Linked DNA regions of Sus scrofa: all the other regions are linked to region 3. A link is a contact called in public promoter capture Hi-C data. All regions are on one chromosome and are shown on one strand. The core of a region is the stretch at or near the end of the contact, and the rest is flanking DNA. Distances in the headings are between cores, read along the strand shown. Region 1 overlaps PHLPP1 (PH domain leucine-rich repeat-containing protein phosphatase 1). Region 2 holds the start of ZCCHC2 (zinc finger CCHC domain-containing protein 2). Region 3 holds the start of PHLPP1 (PH domain leucine-rich repeat-containing protein phosphatase 1).

Region 1 (3,175 bases), core at 244-2,743, 220 kb before region 3:
CACGGGTGTGGCCCTAAAAAGACAAAGAATAAAAATAAAAAAGTCCTTTTGCTATGTTCCCAATTATATTCTATTTGACCACCTTAAGTTCTTCGTTTACAGCAATGACACAATTTCCACTTAGATAAGGCTTTGCTATCTACAGATTAGCTGGTGTGGTCACTGGGGAGGTAGGAGGGCAGATACCACAGAGCCCACACTTTATAGAAATTCTATTCCTGATGTGTCAGACCGAATTCAAAATGACTCCTGATGTGTGTTCACATGGGAATTGTTCTTTTTCTCCCCACTGGGCAGTGCCAACAAAGAGCTGACTCATATTGTCCTGTAAGATCCAAAGCATATTATAAGTTTTTGTGCATTTATTTTTCACCACGGGGAAGAGAGGATTAGATGGATGTTGGAAATGGACTTCTTTTTCCCAGGTTGATGCTACGATCCTGGTTATACCTCTTGATATGTCTGCATATCAGCTTCCCACGGAAAAACTGCCCATAACAGGAGTCAGTCGTCAGTTGTACTACCTCACAAAGCTGATCTCCAGGGGGAATAGGAAAAAGGCTCAATGCAGCTTCTCTGACTACTTTAATAGTGCTTGGGCTTGCTTTCTGTCATGTGTCTAGGAAAAGAATAAGTACCTGAAATTTCCTTCTTTTGGAAGAGGGCAGGAAGGAGCAAAAAGTTATACCCATTTCCACCCCAAATCTAATCTCACCAGCAGGTGGTGCTGTGACAAAAGCAATCTGCAGAAACCACAGCGGACCAGTTGGTGTCCCGATTCCTGAGACTGCCTTCTGCAAAATCAGGATCCTGTGGGCAACACGTGGCAGCCCCTGGCTGACCCAACACCAGACAATTTCCAGGGTCCTCAGCAGGGAATGCTGAGTCTATCAGCAAGGCCACGAGCCTTCTCAGAGCCTCTGAGTTTCCGCTCCAACCTCCCACCCTGCCCTCTCCCAGTTAAATTCACTGGCTCTCCCAGCAGGAAAGAGAGAACGCTGTAGGTGGATGCCCTTCGCCCTCATACTCACCTTGGAGAGCCCACGGCTTTGAGGATCTTCAAATATTAAGCACAACAGTTTTATAAGCAATTCTACATTCTTAGACGCTGCCTTGATGAAAGTGAAGAGGAGCTCCTCAGGAAACAGCTGGGAGGCTTCGAGGCAAAAGCAAGCAGGCCTATTTGGTGGATCTCTGTCTCTTTAGCTACTTAATATGTGTTCATCTGTTCCTTTTCATCCACATGCCTGTTTACTCCAAGCTCCCAAAGGGCGGTTCCTTATCTCCATAGAACCTTCTGTGCGGCATGTGCTCAATGTGACTGAATGATATAACCACCTGAGAAGCCAGCACTGACCGAACTGATGGCCTTAGGAAAACACCAATGCCAAGCTCGAGCCCTTCTCCCAATCAGCTACATGGGACTTGTGGGCACAAGCAGTTGCCGTGGGGCCTATTGTGAGCTCCTCAGTTGGCCACACTCCGGGCAGAAATGCTGACTCCTCTGCAAGTGGGCTGCAGCGGAATCAGGTCCACACTGGCAGTCTGCATAGGCCCTGCATGTGCCAACAGGGGAGCCCTCCCCTTGAGAGATTTAAGAACTGAGGACATCAGAGAGCCAGGCCAGAGGTGCAGTGACCATGGCACTGGGGTGAAAACCCAGAGCCCTCCAAGTCTGCACTGATATTGAGGAGGTGATTTTGCTCCTGGTCTAGAGCAGAGAGCTCTGCCTGGGTTTTGGCACACTTGTCTTTTGGTCACTAGGCCCCTTCCGGGGCTGAGATAAGCTCAGTCTTCCAAAGCCTAGTGGTTTTCAAAGTGCATACTGTACAAGCAGCCTGACATGTAATGAAGAAAGGACATCACCAAGACAAGGTTGGTCCATCGATCTGGCCACCCAGTGAAGGGACAGACAGCCCATTACCGAGTCTACAAGAAAGACCAACTGCCATGTCTTGTCACTCAACCAGCCAGGTACCAGTTGAGGGGGCAGACTGAAAGAAGCTGGTCCACACAAGACAGAAGACCAACAGCATCTTCAACACATGGTTCCCAAGATGCAGGGTGGGGTGAGGGGTGCAGTGCTACAGTCTGTAAATGGGGCCAGTATGTCAACTAGGAATACAGGATTTTCTAGTGGACCCCACTACACAGACATTATTTCTACTAGGGGTAGAGAGTGAGGCAACTGGCTCCTGATTTTCATGGTTCGAATATAGATCTATAAATCTGTTCACATGATTGAGGGACCCCTGAGAGAACTGGGGACAAACTTGGCTTTGTGGGAGAAGTTTTCCAGGAATCTCCTCTATGCAACTTCTGTCTGCTCCCTGCTAACATCTATCCTACACAATAATGACAAGAAATAGGTTGTAAAATCAGCTATGCATAATGTTAACCATAGGGTTTTTTCACTACCTTCTTTCAATGTCAGTTAACCTAATGGGTGTCTTCCCTCCAAAAAAAAGAAAAGTCAGTTATGTGCTAACCCCAAAGTTCCATGCATTCACTCCCAACCCAAGCTGTGATCATCTGCAAGACACATCTGGCTCCTGAGACAAAAGCAGATGGGTCCAGTACTTGTAAATTTTATATTTATTATAACAAAAATTATGACATGTTCATTTGTGCATTCTGCCATAATATAACTCTTGGTATGTAAATGATCTAACTGAACTCTATACAATCATGCTGATTGTGGTGGCAGTAAGGAACACAGTTAAAAAGTGTCTGCAAAAGTCAAAAGGCTGGGTGGGAACAGGAAAGGAAGAAAAAAGGTGCAGAGGCCTCTCAGGTACAGGTTCCTTTCCAGTGGTGTAGGATCCACCTTATTTGAACAGCAATGCTCTTAGCTGCTCAGGCTCATCATTTAAAGAACTAAAAAGGTGGGGGTCGAGGTGGGTGTGGGCAGGAGGGTGCACCAGAGGGGGAGGAAGGAAGTCAGTTGTTTAGGCTGTGTCCCTTATGCCAAAACTACAAAACATCTGAAGCATCACTATACAACACTGAGCTATTTACAATAGAAATTTCTCAATCAACTGTTCTCTCAGAGAAAATTAGTGAATCCCAGTGACTTAAGTCACCTGACAGAGTAAAGCAACTCCTAGGAGTTAGTCTCCATATTCTACAAATGTCTATCATTTTCAAGACAAAAAAAAAAAAAAAGCCTCCCCCC
Region 2 (3,341 bases), core at 512-3,011, 160 kb after region 3:
CTCTGGACCCAAATCTGTTGGCAGGACTCACGCTCATTAGAAAGCAGGATACGCCAGAGGCAAAGAACACTACCAACCCACTCTAGGAGGTTACTTTACCCAGACAAACCACGCTACTACATTTCTACTTTGAGTCATTTCGCCGCTTTAAGGGAACATCAAGTTTTCCGAGCAGGAGCCACAAGATCCTACGACCCCTTTTAAATCAGGTACACACTGAGCTAAAAGGCCCATTTGTGTCAATAATAGGGCAACTCGCCGGGAGAGCACCTTTAGGACACCTCACCGAGGGGTAAGGCAAAGCTTTAAAACGTGTGACCTGAGCGCCAGGCGGCAAGAAAGGGAAGGCTCAGCCCGAGGCGAGACTGCGGCCGACACACGGGCTCCACTAGCGCTTCGCCTTTCCCAGCACCTAGAGATGCTCAAAGTCAAAAAGTCCCAAGACTCTTCATCTGAGAGCGGGATCGGGCTGAGTGCTCTATGTTTTCCGTGGTAACTCCGGCACGGAAGAGACTTCTAGAGCATTCTGTTATGGCGGGTGCCTCTGTGTGCAGCGGGGGTGGGGGGAGCAGTGGAAATGAGCGGTCCAGACTAACGAAGGCTAGTACAACTGGGCGGGGAGCCGTGGCAAGGGGATTCCGAGCCACCTGCGTGGGGTGAGGCTCGGCCACCGGGAGTCCGAAAGCCGGGCAGGGCAGGTCGCCGAGGCGGTGACCACACTGCGGGCGCAGAGGGCTGGCACGCCTTACCTGGGCCCGGGGGCCGGCAAAGTTACACGACTCCGCCTCCACTCCCCCGTCCTCGGGGCCCCCGCGGAGCGCGGCGCGGAGCCTCTCCAGGTGCTCCCTCAGGGTGACCCGCTGGTGGAAGGAGAACGCCGGGTGCAGGGAGGCCATGGTGAAGAGCAGCAGCAGTTCCTCCTGGGCCCTGAAGCCCAGCCCGCTGCCGCGCCGGGGCTCGGCGCCGCTGCCTTCCGGGCCGGAGCCGTCCTTCTCCGCGTCCTCCTCGCCGTTGCAGTCCTCGCCGGGCTTGTCCTCCGCGCCACCTCGCGAGCCCTCGCCCCGGGCCGCGCGCAGGCTTTTGAGCACAGAGTCCACCTGGGGCAGGAGACGGTGCAGGCGGCCGGCGGCCTCACGGTTCTCTGAGCCCAGCAGCGCCAAGTAGACGATGAGGCGCGAGCGCACGGCCGGCTCTCGGAAGTCGGCCAGCGGCCCGGGGTCCGAGAGGCCGTTGGCCTTGGCCTCCGAGTCGCGCAGGTAGTGGTAGTCCTTGCGCGCCAGGTCCTCCAAGCACGAGCCGAGAAAGCGCAGTTCCAACGGGTTACACAGGTCCAGTAGTCCGCACATGAACTCCAGGCGCTGCGCGGAGCCCAGCACCAGCCCGAACCACTCGTACACCCGCTCCTGCTCCCGCAGCGCCGCCGTGGGGCCGCCGCCGCCGCCCGGCATGCCCGCCCCCGCCGCCGCTCCCCCAGCAACAGGCGGCCCGAGCCCCCCAGGCGGCGGCGGCGGCTGGGGGCCCCGCAGCTGGCCCGAGGGCGGCGGCGGCGGCGGCGGCGGCGGGGGGCGGCAGTCTCGGCGGCGGCGCGGTGGCGCCTTCGCGGACAACCGCGCGTCCGCCTCGGGCTCCTCCGCCTCGGGTGGCGGCTCCGCGGGGTGCGTCGGCTTCAGCGGCAGCTTCATCCTCAGCATCCTCGGCTAAGGCGGCGCGGACATGCGAGCGGGGGCGGGAGGGAGGGGCCGGGAGGAGGGACGGGGGCCGAGGCGGCGGCGCGGCAGTCAGGAGCTGGGCCCCTCCATGCCGCCGGGGGAGGGCCGGGGCCGGGGCCGGGGGCGGGTCTCGGCCGGCAAGGGGGGCGGTGGCCGGCCGGCGAGGTCGCTGGCGTCGTCTTCCCGGGCCGGAGGCGGGGCGTGCCCGCCGCGGCTCCTCCCTCTGGGCTCCGCGCCGGCTCTAGGAGCCCGGGTGCGGGTGGGAGCAAGCGAGCGAGCGTGTCCTCCTTCCGCCTCCCTCTCTTCCGTCGTCCGCACTGGGCTGGGGCGGCGGCGCCTGAGCGGTTCCCTCGCGAGCCTGTGCGGACCAAGCCGCTGGAGAAGAGGAGGAGCAGCCCGGGCGGGGCGGAGACGCTTGCGGGCTCCTCTCAGTCACTTCAGCCAATCAACAGCCAGAACCGATGGTTGCGTAGTGTCCCCACCCCCTCGGGCACGCCTCTCTTCGATAAGCCACGCCCAACTGCCCTCCAGCCGCCTTCCCTTTCGGCGGTTTCCGCGCGGTCCTAATGTGTGGTGGCTGACCGCGGGCTGGGGTGGGGAAGGACGCGGTAGGACTGTAGGAGATGGCTAGGTGTGCTAGAGCGCGGCAAGGCGCTGCTGAGACCCGCGTGTGCGGAGGGAAGTGGGGAACTGCCCCTTTTCCAAGGGCCTGAACACAGCTTTTGACTACTGACTGTCCTGTTCTGCCTTCCTCTTCGCGTGGGCCACCGCCCCACAGCGCCGCTGGGTTCCCTTCGCGGCCGCATGGTACGCGTCCCGGGAGCGAAGCTTCCCCTGGGGGGAGCGCGCTAACCTGAGCTCCTTCGGTGCACCGCCCTGCCGACTGTCTGGAAGTCAGCAATGGGATATTCCCACCACAACTTTACCGGGATCTCTGGGTTGACTCTCTGGGTTGAGGATCGGGGAGCTGGGTCGGGAGGCTGGCTTGTGGCTGTGGTTGAGGGGCCCGGACGCCTCGAAAGCAGGAGGGTGCCCAGGCGAAGTGCAGGCTGCACCATGCAATCTTCCGGGCGCAGAGGCGACCCAACCCGACCTGAGGGAGATCCACGGGCTCTGGGCCGAGGGGAGACGCAGTGGTAAGGACGCCCCTGGCTTAACGGTTGCTTCTGGTCTTTAACGCTCTTTGGAAATTTCCACGACAGTTGTTAGCAAAAGCCCCCCCAAAGCCACCATCTTTTGGAAATTATTTTATTTGCTACGTAACATTTCTATGCCTAACGCTAACATTTTGAATTTGGTGCCGGTGCGAAGCCCTGCTACAGCTATATCGTAGGAATATGTTAAAAAACAAAAAAAAAAATCTTTCTGAAAAATTTTGAACATCTGTTGGGAGACCATAAGCTGAGCCCTCTTCACCTCACAGTTTTCTGCCCTAAGAAGCTAATTTTATACTAAAAGGCTGAATTGAAGCCTAAAGTCTCAATTGAACCCTGCAATAAAACGGAGACAATTGTTTTCAATACACTTTAGATTAGTAAAATATATGAAAGCCATTCTATCTTGTAATTTGCTATTTTCTTGTGTTCTTTGGGTGTAATGTAGAAATATTACAATGAGGAGAAGACTTTCTAA
Region 3 (3,548 bases), core at 361-2,860:
GCCGCCGCCGGAGCCTGGTCCTCCCTGCTGGTCTCTGGGAGTCGCTGCGCCGTAGCCGCGGCGGCGGGCTCCATTGCAGTGGGGCTTCGCGCTTCCCCCCCAGCTCCGGAGGCAGCGGGCGGAGAGCGAGGCGGGGAGGCGAAGGTGGGAGACGGCGGCGGAGCGGGGAGAAGTGAGAGTCCAATGGCGTTCGGCACGGCCGTTCCAGGGGATTATGTGGCAATTCGGAGCATTCCGTCGGTGTCTCGGTGTTCCATCCCGCGCGCGCGCCCGCCCGCTGGCCTCACCGCCACCGCCCCCCCCACCACCACACACACACACACACACACACACACACACACACACACACACACACGCCCTCACACACACACGCCCTCCCCGCCCCGGTCGCGGGCTCCCCAGCGTAGGCCCCGCCCGTTCCCCCACCTCACCCTGGATAACCAGCCTCGAAATGGGCTCATTGAATATTAATCACGTGCCGGGAGCGGGGAGGCGGGAGGCGGGCGGGGCGGGAGCTCCTCGGGGTCTTCATGAATATGCATCGCCTGCATGACGGCATTCCAGAGAGGATAGGGGAGAGCAGAGGACGGCGGCGAGGCGGGGCTTCAGGGTAAACAAACGTGACGCGTGCGTAGAGGGCGGGGCTGAGGGGCAGTTTCCCGGGAGGTTCCTGCGCGGGCCTTAGAGAAGGGGCGGTGCCAAGACAGGGGCGCGCAGTGCACCTTGGGAGTTGTGGTTCTGGCGCGCTGATGGATGTGCCCGAGGGGAACGTGGCGAACTACAAACCCCAGAGATCCTTAGAGTAAGTCCCTCCTTGCAAACAGCAGCTGGCGATGGACAGTGGGTATTGTGCCCTCTGCTGTTGAACTCGGTGGTCGGAATGGTCTTGTTCATAAACTTATATCTAACCCGCCTACTCTCACTCCCCAGAGACTTTGTTTTTTTCCTGCTAATTGAAAGAGGACTTTGAGGAACTCTGAACTGTACGAAGGTCCCAGGTCCTTTGTCTTCACCTCCACCACCCATTGTTAAATACACATCCACAGCACAAGATAATTGGCAGTCAAAGCCAACCCTATTTACCCCCCCAAGTATTCAAGGCCAGGGAAGATAGGCAGTGTCAGCAAATTCTAACTTGGACATGCTTTGAACGTGCCTGGTGGAAATCGTGCAACTCCGAGCCGATCCTACATCTGAGGAGAAAAAAGGCAAGGGGCTGGGATCTCACTTTTCCCCATTGATCTTAAGGTCTGAAGTAACTTCATGACAGAGAAAGTGATTAAAAGTATAGGAAACGTTGGAATGGAGACACGGTGGAATAGGAGATGGGCAGGTCCTGTGTGTTCTTAAAGTTTTCTTTTTTTCTTTCAGTATTCAGAAAAAAAAAAATATCTTCTACGGCTACAGTGTTTAGTTGTAAGCTGCATTCTCTGTCAGTTAAAACAATATTTTAAGTAACTAGGGTAGCTTATTTTTAAAAAGAATTTAGTAAACCGTTTAAATTGAATTACCATTTCTCCATACGGTTTTATAAACTGAGTTTACTACGCATGCGCCTTTTTCAACTGCATACTATCCGGAACCTGCCTTAATTTCATTAAAGTTACTAAATTTGGGGATGAGTTGGGGATAGGGGCGGGTGTTGAGGAAAAAGGAAGGGAAAGAAAGAGAGGGAAGGAGAAAGAGAGAGAAACTGGAAATTGTAGCTCAAAGAACAAACTAATAAGCGCAGGGAAAGTTGTACTTAGATAATCTACACAGTTTCAGTGAACAGGATGAAAAATAAGTATCGATTCTTGAAGTTCCTGAAAATGATTTTCTATGTTTTTATTTTGAATGAATTTCCATATTTTTCTATTCTATATTTCCTCTTGTCCTCATGAAACTAATAATTATTCCATTTCAATTCAATCAACAGCACAAAGTTACATTTTTTAAATTAGGGAGAATGCAAATAATTATAAACATATGCCAGGAATTCTATTACAGCAGTTGAATAAATCAGATACTGTCCTTGCCTTCATAGAGCTTACACATAAGGAAGAAAGACATTCAACAGTGAGAGGGATGTAGAGGAGGGAAAAATACCAGATTCCATACGAAGCAGCAAAAATAAAACAAGGGGAACTAACCTAGTCTGGGAAGTCCAACAATAGAGACTTCACTTTGGATAAAATTTTATGGAATGAGTGAAACTGATTGCTTGCTGAAGGATCAGTGTCTGAGAGACAGTAAAGAGGCAGAGAAAGAGGTAACATTAAAGATGAATTTCAACTGCACCAATGCATTCATTACCTTGAGTAGCACATAACCCAAACTATCCTAAAAATGAAAAAAAAAATGGTATTTAAATTTAGCCTTCCTTTTAAAAGGTTTAAAAAAACAAAGAGCACATTCAGTTTCAGTACTAAAACATGGACTATTTATATTTCTTTATATTGGTTAGTTCCTTAGTTGATTTCCAATAAACCTCTTTTTTTCTGTATTCAGAAATATATATTAACTCCCATATATTTGCTTTCTAGAGTTATATTTATTCAGCTAATGTAACAAACTCAAGGAAGTTTGTTCTAATTGTAAATACTGTAATCATTGGCACAATGTCCATTTGCATCCTCTCTAAGAAATTATAACACTGTACTCAATCTAACTCCACATTCTGTTGTTTAGCTTTACACAGTTGCCACAATGCTGCCCTTTTTGCCTCTAGGAATTTTGTTTACGCTTAAATTTATAACCAAAAAAAATCCCCCAAGGGGGAAAATGAAAGTAAAAACATTGCCTGGAGAATTTAGTATTCAACATATTAGAGGGGGAGGAGCTGGAGAGTCATCATGCACACCTGTTAGACTTGGTTTGAGGGATTACAAAATTGGCAGGAGGAAGGGAATAATGAATAATGTTAAGGTATCTCAACACGAAGAAAAAGGAAATATATTCCAGCCTCAGAAAATAATGAGTTTGGTTTGGGGGGAGTTTTTTGGTGAAGAGGAAGAATGCAGAATATAATTTTTAGAATATAATAAACTATTTCAGGCTCAGTGACACTCATCTGAAAAACATCATATTTGCTTGTATCTAAAATAACAAAAACCAGAGTTGAAGAAAGAGCAGAAGAACAAGCGTTCACAGTGTGATCCATCCTTCATTTTACCTCCAAACCTTCAATAAATTAACTAAACTTGGGGGTTAGAGGAAAGAGAGAAAGAAAGAAGAGTTCATAAAAAATAGACAGTCCAGGAGTTCCCACTGTGGTGTAATGGGATCACTATGACGCAGCTTCCATCCCCAACCCTACATAGTGGGTTAAGGATCTGGTGTTGCCACAGCTGTGGCTTTAGTCACAACTGCAGCTTGGATCTGACACCTGACTGGGGAATGGCATCTGCCAGGGGCAGCCAAAAAAGAAACAAATAAATGTCCAAAAAATAAAAATAAAAACAAATTTCAAAAAAAAAGGATAGACAGTCCCTTGGACACCAACTGGAACCTCGTAGTTGAAATAACAATGATAAGGGCAATGAAACTTGTTTGCTAGTATCATGAAA

What was found. Promoter capture Hi-C pulls out the DNA fragments that hold promoters and counts their contacts.
Region 1: a contact with region 3 is called in a promoter capture Hi-C map of fetal liver, with 6 times the contacts expected there. The contact joins the enhancer-like site here to the promoter of PHLPP1 in region 3. A contact is called at or near these places in 4 of 5 promoter capture datasets (fetal liver, fetal skeletal muscle, liver and 1 more), 23 of 47 Hi-C or Micro-C datasets (adipose tissue, alveolar macrophages, brain and 13 more) and 2 of 2 datasets of contacts at active chromatin or transcription factors (alveolar macrophages and skeletal muscle).
Region 2: a promoter capture Hi-C map of fetal liver shows a contact between it and region 3, with 2.2 times the contacts expected there. The contact joins the promoter of ZCCHC2 here to the promoter of PHLPP1 in region 3. A contact is called at or near these places in 2 of 5 promoter capture datasets (fetal liver and liver), 5 of 47 Hi-C or Micro-C datasets (heart right ventricle, liver, retroperitoneal adipose tissue and 1 more) and 1 of 2 datasets of contacts at active chromatin or transcription factors (skeletal muscle).

What each region holds. Positions count from the first base shown.
Region 1 is chr1:158,640,233-158,643,407 of Sscrofa11.1, forward strand. It overlaps PHLPP1 (PH domain leucine-rich repeat-containing protein phosphatase 1), which reads right to left. Exons shown (of 17, transcript XM_021099624.1): 17 at 2,578-3,175. Among named protein-coding and RNA genes, the nearest start is that of PHLPP1, 220 kb to the right of the region's middle. Within about 2 kb of position 1,494, at least 11 of the 83 cell types and tissues checked have an H3K27ac peak or open chromatin away from gene starts, as enhancers often do. A contact at or near this core is called in adipose tissue, fetal liver and retroperitoneal adipose tissue, where this site is marked.
Region 2 is chr1:159,020,382-159,023,722 of Sscrofa11.1, forward strand. ZCCHC2 (zinc finger CCHC domain-containing protein 2) reads right to left here and starts at 1,762. Exons shown (of 14, transcript XM_021099630.1): 1 at 750-1,762. The coding sequence starts at 1,691.
Region 3 is chr1:158,862,033-158,865,580 of Sscrofa11.1, forward strand. PHLPP1 (PH domain leucine-rich repeat-containing protein phosphatase 1) reads right to left here and starts at 1,611. Exons shown (of 17, transcript XM_021099624.1): 1 at 1-1,611. The coding sequence starts at 74.